2 separate regions of the Triticum aestivum genome follow, and region 1 is linked to region 2. Evidence: chromatin contacts called from public Hi-C data. All regions are on one chromosome and are shown on one strand. Each heading gives the region's core, a stretch centred on a gene start, on an enhancer-like site or on the middle of the called end of the contact. The rest is flanking DNA. Distances are from core to core; before and after follow the strand shown. Region 1 holds the start of LOC123091761 (glucan endo-1,3-beta-glucosidase-like). Region 2 has its middle 67 kb from the start of LOC123091761.

Evidence for each region. A called contact is a pair of places that touch in the nucleus more often than the background predicts.
Region 1: a Hi-C map of an unstated tissue shows a contact between it and region 2, with 9 times the contacts expected there. The contact joins the promoter of LOC123091761 here to the enhancer-like site in region 2. A contact is called at or near these places in 3 of 5 Hi-C or Micro-C datasets (leaf and an unstated tissue).

Annotation. Positions count from the first base shown.
Region 1 is chr4B:190,720,599-190,724,817 of IWGSC CS RefSeq v2.1, forward strand. It overlaps LOC123091761 (glucan endo-1,3-beta-glucosidase-like), which reads left to right and starts at 1,932. Exons shown (of 3, transcript XM_044513381.1): 1 at 1,932-3,098. The coding sequence starts at 2,043. It also overlaps the pseudogene LOC123090055.
Region 2 is chr4B:190,653,725-190,658,241 of IWGSC CS RefSeq v2.1, forward strand. No RefSeq gene overlaps it. Among protein-coding and RNA genes, the nearest start is that of LOC123091761, 67 kb to the right of the region's middle. Within about 2 kb of position 1,372, at least 1 of the 8 cell types and tissues checked has an H3K27ac peak or open chromatin away from gene starts, as enhancers often do.

The sequences.
Region 1 (4,219 bases), core at 682-3,181, 67 kb after region 2:
ACTGCACATGTTCAATGGAGGGAGGTGGATGGACGGATGATGTTTGAATGTGGAGAGAAGACACGTGCACCAGGATGCGACGCGGACGACGCTCTCGACCGACGCGCCGCTTCAATGCTGGCTATAGTGAAAGGTCACGTCTGCTCTGGGCCGTCATGAATATGACACTGGCGCTAGAGCGGCACTAGCCGGTTCGGACGGGAAAGGAAGAAAGTGCGAGAGAGGTTATTGGGTTGGTCTGGGGTGTCGAACGCCCCTTGTTTGCTTCTGGTTTGCGAGAAATGTGACATCTGAACTGTTTCTCGAACAAATGCGGGACTGTGTGGGATGATGAAACACGTTCGGAGAGGTTGGTCCAGACGGATGCGGTGGGTTGAGGGTCAGTGATGTCCTTAGCTCCCTTTCGTGCAGGATAGTGTGCGGTAATGCCATGAGCAGGCTTTGGAATCTCAGTTGTTAGCATCAAGCAAGTAGTTGGGGGTGTGCAAGCAAGGAAGGACGGGCTGGCCGGAAACCCCAGTAGTCCGTGGCAAGCAAAGCTGGGAGGGGAATGTTGGTGGCCGATTCCGTTGAGCTGTTGTAGCTCCCAGAAGGCGTGCGCCACTGACACAAGCAACGCGCACGCGTGGATAGGGTAGGGACGGGACGACGCGGTTCGTGCGTGAGCGTCTCTCCCTGCCGACCACACGATCTCCATCTCCGTCTCCGTGTACGTGCGCTGAATCTGCGGCTGGCGCCGGGCCGACCACGCTGGTGAGATTGAGAAGCGTCACAATCCAACCCGGTCAAACACGCACGTACTACTCGTCCTCCCCACCGTTGGCGACGCGGCAGCCAACGGTAACTGCCCCATCCACCGTCCAAATCGGTGATTATCCAAGCAATAAATAATCGATATTTTCCAGTCGGCGCGTGCCATTTTCCCATGTCCACCTCGCTTTCTTCGAGAGGAAGGAGCTGTCATCTTTGTCTCCTGAAACCACTCGGCGTGGTTCCCTTTTTATCTTCCTTCAGGCTGATCATGGTGGGAAGTAACATAGGTAGTAACATAGATGTCACATAAGCAAAAATATTAAGGTGACAAGTAGTTAATGAAGAGAGAGACAAATAAAGTAACCTAATATGTTATCATCACATAGCGCTTTTCAATACAAAATGAGTCTACAAGACAATAAATAAGCATGTGTATGTTACTACACATATAACACTTCCCACTATAAGGATAGTAACATAGAGTAGTAACGTATGCATGTTACTACTCTAAGTTACTCCCCACTATGACCAGCCTCAGGGGGTGTTTGGTTTAAAAGTCCTAGGACTTTTTCTAGTCCCTGTAGAAAAAGTCCCTCCCGTTTGGCTTCTAGAGACTTTTTAGGAACTTTTTCTAGTCTCTGTGACTAAAAAGTCCCTGAACCAAACACCCCCTCATTCTCCGGCACACCGATACGTGCACCAGCCGAATAATATTCAAAAGCTTCGAGCAGAGGCAAATCCCCACGGAAATACGCGGCCACTTGCGTTTTGCATCTTCTCCTTTCATATTCACTTTCTTCCATTCTTTAGAAAAGGCTTGGATTATTCATTCCAAACGCATGCTTTGGTTACTAGAGTACTAGTATACTACCCTCTTTCTTGCTGTTTCCTAGTACTAATTTCAACACTTTTGAGAAATGGTGCAAAAGCAAAGGAAAAAGGTAGTGTACCAGCCCCAAAAAAATAATACCATGAAAGATTTCTAAAATAAATGAAAGATAGTGAACTCGTGGGAAAATATATATGAAAATGAATGACCTAAATGTACGTATGAAAAAGACAGTGACACATGGCAGCCGCAACAAAGCCAGAAATAAAAATGCATTTAAAGCACAAGGGAATAAGAATACTGTAATGGCCAGGTAATGGCACCCACCACGCGACCTTTGTCCGTTCCTCTCCTCTCCAGTACTCCGCTCTGGAACCAGTAGTAGTATTTGAACGGAACGGAAGCCCCCGTTGCCAACTCAGATTCAAACCCGCAATCGACTCCACACTCCACCCCCGCGATGCCGCTCCTCCTCCCCCTCCTCATGCTGCTCGCCGCCGGCGCGGCGGGGGCAGAGTCGGCGACCCCCTCGCTGCACATCGGCGTCAACTACGGCGCCAACGCCGACAACCTCCCCTCCCCGACCTCCGTCGCCACCTTCCTCGCCACCAAGACCACCATCGACCGCGTCAAGCTCTTCGACGCCAACCCGGCCTTTATCTCCGCCTTCGCCGGCACGCCCATCTCCCTCGCCGTCTCCCTCCCCAACTCCGCCCTCCCCGCCCTCGCCGACAAGGCCACCGGCCTCGACGCCGCGCGGTCCTGGATCCGCGCCAACCTCTCCCCCTACGTCCCCGCCACCAACGTCACCCTCCTCCTCGCCGGCAACGAGATCCTCCTCTCCACCGACACCAACCTCATCCTCTCCCTCCTCCCCGCCATGCGCCGCCTCGCGCAGGCCCTCAAGGCCGAGGGCCTCACCGGCGTCCGCGTCACCACCCCGCATTACCTCGGCATCCTCGCCCCCTCCGACGGCATCCCCTCCAACGCCAGCTTCCGGGCGGGCTACAACACCAAGCTATTCCCGGCCATGCTGCAGTTCCACCGCGACACCGGGTCGCCCTTCATGGTGAACCCTTACCCCTACTTCAGCTACCGGCCGGAGACGCTCAACTACGCGCTCTTCCGCCCCAACAGCGGCATCTACGACCCGGCAACGAAGCTCAACTACACCAGCATGCTGGACGCCCAGATGGACGCAATCTACACCGCCATGAAGAAGCTCGGGTACGGAGACGTCGACATCGCCGTCGGGGAGGCCGGGTGGCCCACCCAGGCGGAGCCCGGGCAGATTGGCGTCGGGGTGCAGGAGGCGAGGGACTTCAACGAGGGCATGATTCGGGTGTGCAGCAGCGGCAAGGGCACGCCGCTGATGCCCAACAGGACATTCGAGACCTACCTCTTCTCCCTCTTCGACGAGAACCAGAAACCAGGGCCAATCGCCGAAAGGCACTTTGGCCTCTTCAACCCGGACTTCACGCCCGTCTACGACCTCGGACTTCTCCGGGACGGCGCGGTACGTACTGCGCTTTTCTCCCCTGATGATCCTTAATATGAACCTTTACCTGCCTGTCTTGTGTCCTTAAACTTATCAAATTGCTGGGGCATAAAATCCTTTCCTTACTAGTATAATGATAATGATTGGTTGATTGCATCGTATAATTTGTCTGGCCCTGTCTTACGATCGTGATTTTATGTTTTATTTCTTTGGGAAACGTGGCTTCAATTGTATCAGATTCAGTATTTTACTTGGGAGAAAAAAAAATACTAAGGGATGAACCCAACCCAGTAGTAACAATGAACATGCCGTGTCAACCATGGGCGGCATATGATCCGACTTGAATGCTAAGGTGGTCCTCCATTCACACTGCAACTGCATTTGTCAAAGGTGATGTATGTGTATGGACCAGCTTCTTCTGGAAACGGCTATAGCTGCTTGCTTGCGTTTCCGACTTTTGCTCCTATCCCCTGCATGATCTGCTTGCCCAAACGGCTGCCTTTCTTGACGGATCCAGTATGACAGCAGGCGTGTGTTGATAGCACTCTTGGACACGTCTGGCAGTATTTCTGGACGCGCGTGGGTGGGGTGGGACCACTGCCAAAACTCTGAGTTAGATCCATATGCACATGTTTGCTAGCTATTCGCTGCTGCTGCTGCAAATGTACCAGTAAGCTTGCACCGGACAATTCCGAGTTAACAAAATACCAGTACGTAGTATTCCCTCTCAAGATCTTATATTAGTTTACAGAGTGAGTACATGCTCATTGGAATTGGAATGGATATCAGAATAAATGGTTTAATGACTTGAATCAACTGGTACTGTTTTAAAAAGAAGAGGAAAAAAATCAACCGGTTGTCAACACTCCTGGGTTCTTTTTTCTTTTTTAATAAGGCTATGTTATAAATTTCGAATCAACACGTTAATGTGTTAATTTCATTTCTTCAAAGGAAAAGATGTAACCTTGAAACTTTTCTAACGGAGGCTACCTTAAAGCAAAGGAGATGGGGTTTAAGATTCTGGTGGTCTTGTGTCTCAAGTTTTAACTAGAAGCCGTACCTTTGGACTCGCTATCTTTTTTTTTTTTTTGAAACAGTAGACTTGCTATCTGTTGTTTACTGAGATGCCTGCCTATTGT
Region 2 (4,517 bases), core at 122-2,621:
TCTCTTCTATTCTGTCGTACTTAATTGGTCCTGCTGGTTTCTTTCCTTCCTCTCAATTCGCTTGAAAGTACCTCTCTTTATGCCTTTTCCTGACTCCATAAATATATTTCCTTCTTTGTTCTGGGACTCTTCCTTGTTCTGCTCCAAAATAACCTTTGTTGACCCTTGGATATCATGTATTACTTTTGTGATAGTGTCATTCATCTCTTCAGCCTTACTTGGTTCTCTTTCCATTCTTTGTACCTTTTCAGTGGGGTCTTGTATCACTATTCCGCCGCGATCCAGTCTTTTCTCCTCCCCTACTACCTGGTTCTCACACTGTTTTAATTTGAGAGGACTTGTAACTTCATTCCCATCACTCCTTGGTCCTCCCTCATCATCTTCGCTTGGTACATCTCTTCGCCAGAACGGCCCATCGCTTCCCTGTTTGCTCCCCTTGTTACCTGTACTATTGCGTGGCTAGAATTTTCCTTTATTATTTGGAGCCCTACTTCTTTCTTCGCTTGAGATCCCCTTGTACATATTTGCACGCAGCCATGATCCAAATTGCCTAGACCCCGTTCTTCTAGATCTAGTTGGGCACGATTTTTCAGTATGTCCAATAATTCCACAACTATAACAGAAGTCGGGAAGATACTCGTATGTGAATGAGACAATCTTTTCCTCCCCTTCTTTCTTCTCATTTCTTATTTCTTTCATTTCATCATCTCCCAAAAGAATCATTTCATCTTTCTGTTCTTGTTCTACCTCATCTTCAGTGAACGTTGTTATAAATCTCATAATTGGGATAGTGATATCTAATTTAACTTTGATCCGCATAAATGCCCCCATTGAATCACCATTAACATCTGGGTCTACATCAATAACTTCTCCAATTTGTTCTCCTACTAAGTCTCCTGTCTCTCTGTTCATCATTCCAATTGGGATGCCGTAAGCTCTAACCCAAATAGGTATTGTCTTGAATTCATATTCATCTATGGTTCTACTTGGCACAAAATCTTCCATCACCAATAGGTCATTGTTAAATCTCCATGGTCCAACATCTAGTGCCTTTTCCTTATCAGCCTTTTGTTGGAAAATAAATAGAAATCTATTCCTACCCAAGTCTTTGCAATCCACCCCAAACAATGGGCTCCAGACTCCCCCTAGAGTTCTTCCCACATGTTCAGCCCTAGCAGGCCTCTCTGCAAATAGCTTGCCTACTGCCTGAATCTTACTCACCTGAGAGGAGCATGCTTGCTTCCTACCAATCCTGATCCCTTTCTTTTCCGCTTCACAGAGCTGCAGGTTCTTGAACTTAATCTCCACTCCTTCCATGTATGCTGCCATCAGGTCCCCCCAATGCAGGTGATGGCTGCTGGGTTCGCCTCTCCACCGTAGCCCCCTTCACGCCTCCAAATATGCCGCCGCCACACCCCACAACCTCCTCCCAAAATCCTCTCTATTCCTCACCAGGTTGTTCCGAATCAGATCTGGATAGGGCTCTCACACTTGCTGGAGGAGGATAGGAATCTCTGTATGGGGCGGTGGGAAGGAGAATCAGGGCGATTTTGTGTATGTTTTTTTGGAAAACAGATGGGGATTGAACGTGAAGGGTTGCCGACGAGAACGCGCACTGAGTCGCCACACAGTCGCTAGAAGCAGCGAGAAACACTGTTACGCGCGGACGGACCTCAAAATATGTTTTCTCTCTTTCTTTTCCATGCAATCCAAAACAAGGAACGGGTTCCACCGTCAAAGGTGCTATTTTTTTTCCGGAGAAACTTGCAATATATTCATCTTCAATCCTGGCAGTATAAGGAACACTAAACACCAAAAAAATAAGTACATCCTTGTGCACGTAGCTCCCGCTTGTGCAGGGTCCAGGGAAGGGTCCGACTGCTTTGGGTCTATAGGAACACCAAACAACAGAGGTAATAAAAATTACAACCAGATCCGTCGATCACCTAGTGATGACTACAAACACTAGTGTGAGCCAAAGGTGTGTCGTCGTTATCGTCTCTCCCTCGTCGGAGCGGGCAAACCTTGTAATAGACAGTCGGGAAGTTGTCGTGCTAAGGACTCATAGGACCCGCACTAGAGGAGCAACCATCGTCGATGAAGAAAGTCGTAGATCAGAAGTAAACACTCAAACAAAGACGAAAGAAGACCGGATCCAAATAGATCCACTAAAGACCAGCACCGACTGAATCTCATGAGATCCGACGGAGACACACCTCCACACATACCCTTTGTCGAAGCTAGATGCACTAGGATGGGGATAGAATGTGGGATACGTTATTCCAACTGAGGGACATCGCCGCCACCACACAACCCCAACCATGACGCTAAATTTAACAAGAACGAGAACGGGGTCCCTCCCCCTGTGGGAGGGGGGAGGAGGTTCTCCGCACTTCCATGGCCCAAAGGCCATCGAAGTTGAGGCGGACCGGCGGTGGCATCGACGGGAGGAGGAGGAAAGCATGGAATCTTTCTTGTGGAGGTGGAAAGAGAAGGCTACCCGCTGTCAAAGGTACTATAATATAACAAAAACATAAAACATCATCCTGGTGCAAATGAAAGAGGTTGCAGCAACATCCTAGGGCAGGTGGTTAGGGCTAGGTCGGCTGTCAACTGCGTGAGGAAGAAGATGAACATGGCTGAGTGGGTTTGAGGAGGATGAGTCAGCCGTTGAATGTCAATTTGATGGTCAGAAAAGAAAGTGATTATTGAAACATTTTTTCAGTTACGTGACGAATAGGTGCTCCCCAGAAAGAAGTATTGCTCATTGATAACCAAAAGGTAAACGATTCATTTTGGTTGACCAGAAGAACTTCCGGTGGTCGCCTCGCTCGAGCACTCATGCCCCTGGCCCACATCGCACACAACCTGGCGGTGTCCTCGATTAGGGGGTACTCATCTTGTCGGCCTACCACTCATCATGGGCCGGGTCGAGGACCCACCTATAACCGAAGAATGGGTCATGTTTGATATTTTCCATGACCTTCGGCGTACACAAGATGGAATTTTTCAAAGACTTGGCGCACACTTGAAGACATATTCAAATATTCAGCATATTTATCTCTAGATGCAACCGACCGTGTGTAACATTAGGTACCCCCCGGCCCCTATATAAGCCAAGGGGTTTAGTCCATATAGGCAAGACTTTTCAGACTCATTCATACGATCTCGAGGTAGATCAATTGTACTTTGTGCTCCATCCACATCAATGCAATCAAAGCAAAATGTAGAGTTTTACCTCCTCGAGAGGGCCTGAACCTGGGTAAACACCGTGTCCCTATTCTTCCTGTTACCATCTAGTAGAGACCACAACCTCGGGACCCCTTACCCAAGATCTGTCGGATTTAGCTCCGACACAACCTTATCCTTTTTCTTCTTCCACCGAACGAATCTCGGTCTTCTATATACATACAAACTCGGGAGCCTGGGCAACAAACTGAAGGAAATATGCCCTAGAGGCAATAATAAAGTTGTTATTTTGTAATGTTTATTATTCATGCTAGAATTGTATTAATCGAAAACTTGATACATGTGTGAATACATAGACAAAACATTGTGTCCCTACTATGCCTCTACTTGACTAGCTCGTTGATCAAAGATGGTTAAGTTTCCTAGCCATGGACACGTGTTGTCATTTGATGAACGGGATCACATCATTAGGAGAATGATGTGATGGACAAGACCCATCCGTTAGCTTAGCATAATGATCATTCAGTTTTATTGCTACTGCTTTCTTCATGACTTGTACATATGTTCCTCTGACTATGAGATTATGCAACTCCCGAATATCGGAGGAACACCTTGTGTGCTATCAAACGTCACAACGTAACTGGGTGATTATAAAGATGCTCTACATGAAGGAAATATGCCCTAGAGGCAAGAGTAAAGTTGTTATTTATATATTTCCTTATATCATGATAAATGTTTATTATTCATGCTAGAATTGTATTAACCGGAAACTTAGTACATGTGTGAATACATAGACAAATAGAGTGTCACTAGTATGCCTCTACTTGACTATCTCGTTAATCAAAGATGGTTAAGTTTCCTAGCCATAGACATGAGTTGTCATTTGATAAATGGGATCACATCATTAGGGAATGATGTGATTGACTTGACCCATTCCGTTAGCTTAGCACTTGATCGTTTAGTTTGTTGCTATTGCTTTCTTCATGACTTATACATGTTCCTATGACTATGAGATTATGCAACTCCCGAATACCGGAGGAACACTTTGTGTGCTACCAAACGTCACAACATAACTGGGTGATTATAAAGGTGCTCTAGAGGTGTCTCCCATGGTACTTGTTGAGTTGGCATAGATCAAGATTAGGATTTGTCACTCCGATTGTCTGAGAGGTATCTCTGGGCCCTCTCAGTAATGCACATCACTATAAGCCTTGCAAGCAATGTGACTAATGAGTTAGTTGCGGGATGATGCACTACGGAACAAGTAAAGAGACTTGCCGGTAACGATATTAAACTAGGCATTGGGATACCGACGATCGAATCTTGGG